2 separate regions of the Mus musculus genome follow, and region 2 is linked to region 1. Evidence: chromatin contacts called from public HiChIP or PLAC-seq data. All regions are on one chromosome and are shown on one strand. Each heading gives the region's core, a stretch centred on a gene start, on an enhancer-like site or on the middle of the called end of the contact. The rest is flanking DNA. Distances are from core to core; before and after follow the strand shown. Region 1 overlaps Gm20517 (predicted gene 20517). Region 2 has its middle 22 kb from the start of Tfeb.

Region 1 (3,377 bases), core at 366-2,865:
AGACCTCAGTTTCCCCAGGAAGCAGAACCGTTCTGTGAGTGTACATGGAATCACTGCACTATTTAATGAGTTAACAGGTAAGAGATGCTTCAAGCAATTCCTGGCACCAACAGAGCTCAGAAAAGTTGTTTTATCAACTGATACTAGGCCTCCCTTCAGATCAGAAGTCACTGTGAACAAACCTAGCCTACCTGGCTCCTGTAAGGTCCTTTGGGCAGACACAAACTCCCCTCGTTTCTGGTCAAATGATACAGGTAACAGACAAAGTATGTCTGGGAAAATGATTACTCTGGGTTGTGGCTAGTTCTCGTCAAATGAAGCCCAACCACTTAGTTCCACACAACCTACCATGCCATTGAGGTATGGCTTTAACTGTCTGCTTGCACAACCGGAGGCTTTGAGGACCTGCAGTACTGAGCTCAGACATGTTGGCAGCCATTTTCATGCCCTTTCTGAAAGTCTCTGCTTCACATGGCCGAGTAGCTGCTGGGTGAACAGGGGAAAATCAAGCAGAGTTTGCCCAAGAAAGACTTTGAAGACACACTGAAATGTAACTTCAAAAAGCATAGCTCTGCTGGGGACAGAATCACAGGAGCAGATTCACGTAGGGGGCCTACTTTCTTTTTTTATGTTTTGTTTTGTTTTTTGTTTTTTTCTCGTCAGGGTTTCTCTGTATAGCCCTGGCTGTCCTGGAACTCACTTTATAGACCAGGCTGGCCTCGAACTCCGAAATCCACCTGCCTCTGCCTCCCGAGTGCTGGGATTAAAGGCGTGCGCCACCACGCCCGGCTTGGGGGTGGGGTGGGGGGGCTACTTTCTTTCTGAACAAGATGGCAGGGGCAAGCTGTGCCAAGTGGGCAATGTGAGGCCAGTGGCTGTAAGTCTTAGGCTGGGATGTATAGCTGGTGAGGATCTGTTGGCTGCACAGCAACTGCTGGTCAGTGACTGTCATTACTTGCAAAGGATCAGATGTGACTCTCTACATCTGCATTCTTTAACTTAGTCTTATTACTAAGAGGATAGGTGTCCACAGGTATTTACCCAACTAACCAGCCCCATTTCCTGCTCCATTTCCTTTTACTTTTGTGGTGACTCAGAGTTTCATTAGGGTTGTTTGCAGGGTGAAGGGAATTTATTTGACTGCACCACTAAAAAAAAAGTACCTCCCACCCATTAGAGTTTTCAATTTTTTTATTATATTGCTTTCATTTTTAAAAAAAAAGATTTTCTTTAAATTTAATTTATATGTATGGATGTTTTGCCTGCATGCATGTTATGTACCTGTTGAATCCAGTGGAACTGAAGTTACAGATGGTTGTAAGCCACCGAATGGGTGCTGGGAATTGAGGCCGGCTTCTCTGCAAGAGCAGTAAGTACTGAGCTCTCTCCAGCCCTACTATATTATTGTCTTTGAGAATTCTTTTTAATTGCTCCTGTAGGGTTCTAGTGTAGGAAAGAGCAAGTGAGCACACTGCACAGCGGCTCACATGGAGGGAGGGAGGGAGCGAGCGCAGCTCTCACAGATCTGCTCAGAAGGGACAGAGCAGCTGCTTGAGGGCTTCCAGAGAGCAGGTTTATAGTTCCAGCAAGCCAAGTCCCTGGTGTGCTCTCAAGGCAGTCAAACCCGGAACTGCACCAGGCTCAGTCATGAACCAGGCATGCCAGAGAGCTTTAGGCTGACACCTCTAGAGTGAGTGAGTGTGTGTGTGTGTGTGTGTGTGTGTGTGTGTATGTGTGTGCTACAACATGTAGAAGTCAGAGGACAGCTTGAAGGAGTCAGTTCTCCTTCCCCAGTGTGGGTTCTGGGTCATCAGACTCAGGTTGTTAGGCTTTGCAGCAAGCACTCATACTTGCTGAGCCATCTTGCTGCCCATACAGCTTCTGGTTCTGAAAGTGTCAGAAGAGAAGCGAGTTCTAGGACAGCCAGGGCTACACAGAGAAACTCTATCTCAAAATTAATTAATAAAAATAAGATGACCAGTGGCATAGCAGTAAACCTTGTGACAACTGAAATCCATTCTCTAGAACATGTAGCAGATGATATAACTATAGGATTGTTCTCTAGAACATGTAGCATATGATGTAATTATAAGATATTCAGACAAATGTCAAAGACATGTTCATCTTCACCCAAGCAAAAAATTCACACCTATTAAAATTCCCACTTCTACTTAGTATGCTAACCCCAGCCTTTAACCCTAGCAGAGGCAGGTGGATCTCCGGTGAGTCTGAGCTCAGCCCTTTCTATATATCTCTGTCCAGAACAGCCAGAGCTACACAATAGAGACTCTATCTAAAAAAACAAAAACCGCACTGGTGATTGCTTTCTTCTCCCTCCCAAGTGAAACTGAGGCATCCTCACGTGGGCACCTCAGCTTGTGGACCTTTTTGAGTTCTGTGGACGGTATCTTGAGTATTCTGGAAGAAAGCAATCACAAGAGCAGAGGAAGGAAGGGACCTGGGAGGGACGGGGTGGGGTGGGGTGGGGTGGGGGGGTGGGGATAAAATATGGAGTGTAAAAAATAAAAAATAAAAACAAAAACAAAACAAAATAAACTAATAAAGCAATTCCGTCTCCCCTTAATTCAATACTTGTATACTGTTTCCAGCACTGGTTCACCTGACTGAACACCAGTCAGCATCAAGGGATAAAATTCACTCACATATGTTCTTTCTCTTTCATTTTCACTCTCCCTCTCCTCTGTCCCCTCCATGTTTTCTTTGTCTCCCTCCATCCCTTTATTGTGCGAAGATTAACCACTGACCCTGTATACTAAACAAGAACTCTGCTACTGAGCCACCTCTCCAGCCCCCTGCCATTCTCTTAAAACCTTATTTATGTCAAAATCAGATGTAAATCAGAGGAATAGATATCTTTTCCCAGAAAACTGTAGCTTGTGTCAAACTGACAAAATACCCAACCAGGACAGAGATCTCTCTCAAATCCCTGCTCCTGAGTGCTGAGCTTTGAGTACTCAAGTCTCTCTCTCTCTCTCTCTCTCTCTCTCTCTCTCTCTCTCTCTCTCTCTCTCTCTCCATCTCCCCCCACCTCTGCTTTTCTAAGACAGTTTCCCTGTTTAACAGCTCTGGATGTCCAGAACTCACTTTGTATATAAGCCTGGCTCTGAAGTCACAGAAATCCACCTGCCTCTGCCTCTGCTTCTGCCTCCCAAGTGCTGAGATTAAGGGCGTGCACCATCATGCCTGGTGTGACTATGTCTGTTTAAGCAGAAGTCAGCTGGGCATTCCAGTTCTTAGAACTATAAGCACAGCTAAGAGTGAGTCAGCTGACGGGGAGCATTTAGGAGTGGACAAGTAGCCATTTGAGTTCTCTAATTAAAAAGCATCTCAAAAATCAAAGAAAGGGAGGCCAAATG
Region 2 (3,377 bases), core at 581-3,080, 110 kb before region 1:
GGGGATGCTTTTAAGGGCTTTCTCGTGTGCTACTTCATGGGACCTTCTCAAGACCAGGATGGGGCTGGAGAGATGGCTCAGAGGTTAAGAATACTGGCTGCTCTTCCAGAGGACCTGAGTTTAGTTCCCAGCAGCCACGTGGTGACTCACACCATCTGTAATGGAATCTATTGCCCTCTTCTGGTGTGTCTGAAGACAGTGACAGTGTACTCAATAAATAAATAGAGGAGGAGGAGGAGGAGGAGGAGGAGGAGGAGGAGGAGGAGGAGGAAGGGGAGGAGAAGAAGAAGGAGGAGGAGAAGAAGAAGATGAAGAAGATGATGATGAAGAAGATGGTAATGAAGAAGAAGATGTTGAGAAGCTGAGGCACTGAGAAGTCTCTGTCCAATGTTTGAATTTTTTTTTTATTTCATGAGTGTGTCTTTTCCATGCATGCATGCATGAATGTATGTATGTATGTGTACCACGTGCATGCCCAGAGCCTGCAGGGATCAGAAGAGAGTGTTGGGTCCCCTAGAACTGGAAAGACAGATAGCTGCGAGCCACCATGTGTCGGGAATCAAACCTGGGTCCTCTGTAAGAGCAACATGTGTTCAGAACAGCTGACCCGAACTTCTAGTCCCCTGCCCCGGTTTCTGATTAGTGTGTGAGCTTTCCAAGGCCTTTCCTGGTGCTTCTCTTCCTCGGCACCACCCACAATCCTTCCAGTACCCAATGCTACCCTCTGGGTCACGCCTGCCATGCTCATGCATTGAGAGCTTGTTTTATCCACTGCTGTGTCATGAGGGGAGGACACAATGGCAGGGTGTTGGGAAAGGTATAAACGGAGCAGTACGTCCGAGCAGCACGGGGGGAGACTCCGGGACAGACACCACCCTGGGCGTCTCCTTCTAGTTCCTACCATCTCCACCTGTCCCCATGCGCCAATCCTGGCATCTCAGTCTCACAGGCACCTTTAAGGAATTCCCTGTCCCTTTGCTGAGGTACTGAAGGAAGATGCCGGGCCTCATGCCCAGGATGGGCAAGGCAGCTAGGAAGATGGGCCTGGGGACTGGGGCTCCTGGACTAGGTACAACTAAGGAGGTGAAAACAGGGACCCCACAGGGGACATGTCTGGGGACTCTCCCTTTGGCCTTCAGCTTGAGTGTAAGGCAGGGTGGGACCCTTCTTGCTGGGAGCCAGGTGGCTCATGGCAGGTTCCTTTGCTACAGAGGCCCCCTTCAGGCTAGAAACCTGAGGAGCTACAGAGACTCAAGCCAAACTCTCAGAATAGAAGCATCCAGAGGCAGGATGTCCTGTTTGCCAGTGGAACTAGGCCTGGGAAGGGGGCTCAGGCCCAGCCTATAGAGCTCGAGAGAGAGATTCTAAGCCCAGTCTTGGCCACAGCTCACCTCTGTACAACTTTCCCTTATTGGTAGGGTATATACAATACAGCTGGCATAGGGAAACTGAGGCAGAGCCTGCTTTCTAGCCTTGGAGGCTTGCTGCCCCCACCAACCATACCACCCTTGATTACTATTCCCTTTGCTTTACAGAGCACATGGGGGCTCTATGTCCTCACGTATCTGGTTCCCTTCAGATCCCAGACGAAGCTGTTTCTCGGGAAGAAGTTTGCCTTGCTTTTTCCAAGCTTGGCTGTGAAGAGCTGGGGGGTCCAGCCTGAACTCGGGGACCAGCAGTCAAGCAACTCCGCACCCCTGGCCCCACCACAGAAGTCTCTCCTAATCACCAGCGCCCCTGCCCCCTCACCAGAGCTTGAGGGCTCAGGCCCTTGTGGGAGCCAGTGCTGGTGTTGATAGTGCTGGTGCCAGGCCCATGACGCAGGCCTGAGGCCCAGGCACACAATGGGGCTGTGTGTACACCCAGCATCACCCTGGAGCAAAGCTAGGCAGGCCAGCATCTGGGCTCCGGCCAAGAATTCATTTCCCCGAAGAGAGCCTCCCACCCCTCCTGGGCAGCAGGCTGGAGAAAAGGCTACAGGGATAGGCAAGTACTCCCTAGCCTTGGTCCAGGGAGGAGAAGGCAAACAGGCCACTAGGAAGAGGGACTCCTGAATCTCCGCTAGTTGCCTGCTCTCTTGTGAGGGATTTTGCATGACAGAGACAGTGTATCCTGGGATTGTAGTCCCAGTGACGGAGAGGGCAGAGGGACAAGAGAGTGGCCTGGCCCCACATGTGGGACTTTTCTGCTCCCTCCACAGCCTGCCCAGTGTGGGCTTCACTTGCACAGGTTTTTTGAGGCACCCCGGACCTCTGGCCATATAGCCTGTACTGGGCATCCTCCCTGGGGGAATGAGTCACCAGCTGGCTGTAGCCAGCATGCCAAGCAGGCCGTGGGCAGGTTCAGCTGCCTGCTCCTCTCCCTGGCAGGTCTCAAGGCAGAAAATCACTCAGACGGTATCAGGTGTTGACCACAGTGTCCCAGACTGGACTTCGTCCGGCCACTTCCTCTGGGGCAGGGATCGCCAGTGCCTGCACTCTGGGCCTCCATGCCTCCTTTGGCTGCAGGCTGAAGCTCCACAGATAGGGGCATTAAACTGCAGGAAAAGGCAGCCATGTCCCCCAGGAACAAGCAGGGTTCGAGCAGGGAGTGAGAGTGAAGCTCCCGTGGGCATGGGGAAGGGAGGAAGCCAACGTGGTACCTCAGGCTTCGGCCCTTTGCTGAGATCACTTTCCGTTCTCCTGAGCTGGGAAGGCACCTGGTGACAGGAGCTTGCTGCCCTTGCTCCCTCTGAGGCTCCACAACAGATTACACAAATGTGCAGCCCACACTCCCCAAAGGTCACAAATAAAAGTCACAGTGACAACCTTTGCCCCTGAGACACAGATAGATGACAGGTCGCTCATTTTCCGAAGGGCAAAGGCCTCCATTTTCCTAGCCAAGCAAGAGTAGTCACGGGCATCCTGTCAGCCTCACACAGTAGAACATGCATAATCCATGTGTGTGTGAGTGGATGTGTGTGGATGGATGTGTGTGTATATAGGTATGTGTGTATATAGGTGTGTGTGTGTGTGTGTATGTGTGTATATGGATCTGTGTGTGTGTGTGTATAGGTGTGTGTGTGTGTGTGTGTTCAGATGTATAGAGGTGTATGTATGGATAGATGTGTATGTGTGCATTTGTGTGGATGTATGTGTACAGATGTGTGTGTGGATGTGTACATGTGTATATATGTGTATATAGGTGTGCATGTGTTTGTGTGTGAGTGTGTACATAGGTGCATATTTGTATGTGGATGTGTCTATGTGTGTGTGTTTGTGTGTAGAATTGTGTTTGTGTGTGTGTAGAACTGTGTATTTGTGTGTGTGTAGGGCTGTGTGTGTTTGTATGCAGATGTGTGTGTTTGTGTGTGTAGGGGTATGTGTGTTTGTGTATAT

Evidence for each region. HiChIP or PLAC-seq counts read pairs in DNA pulled down with a chosen protein or histone mark.
Region 2: an HNF4G HiChIP or PLAC-seq map of pancreatic cancer cells shows a contact between it and region 1. The contact joins two enhancer-like sites. A contact is called at or near these places in 1 of 484 Hi-C or Micro-C datasets (the Ba/F3 cell line), 4 of 115 datasets of contacts at active chromatin or transcription factors (the HPC-7 cell line, embryonic stem cells, extraembryonic endoderm stem cells and 1 more) and 2 of 9 other capture datasets (adipose tissue and liver).

The regions. Positions count from the first base shown.
Region 1 is chr17:47,651,994-47,655,370 of GRCm38.p6, reverse strand. The region is part of intron 3 of Gm20517 (predicted gene 20517); the gene reads right to left. The region is part of intron 2 of Usp49 (ubiquitin specific peptidase 49); the gene reads right to left. Among named protein-coding and RNA genes, the nearest start is that of Usp49, 23 kb to the right of the region's middle. Within about 2 kb of position 1,615, at least 21 of the 459 cell types and tissues checked have an H3K27ac peak or open chromatin away from gene starts, as enhancers often do. A contact at or near this core is called in pancreatic cancer cells, where this site is marked.
Region 2 is chr17:47,761,639-47,765,015 of GRCm38.p6, reverse strand. It overlaps a transcript of Tfeb not described here. Among named protein-coding and RNA genes, the nearest start is that of Tfeb, 22 kb to the left of the region's middle. Within about 2 kb of position 1,830, at least 163 of the 459 cell types and tissues checked have an H3K27ac peak or open chromatin away from gene starts, as enhancers often do. A contact at or near this core is called in pancreatic cancer cells, where this site is marked.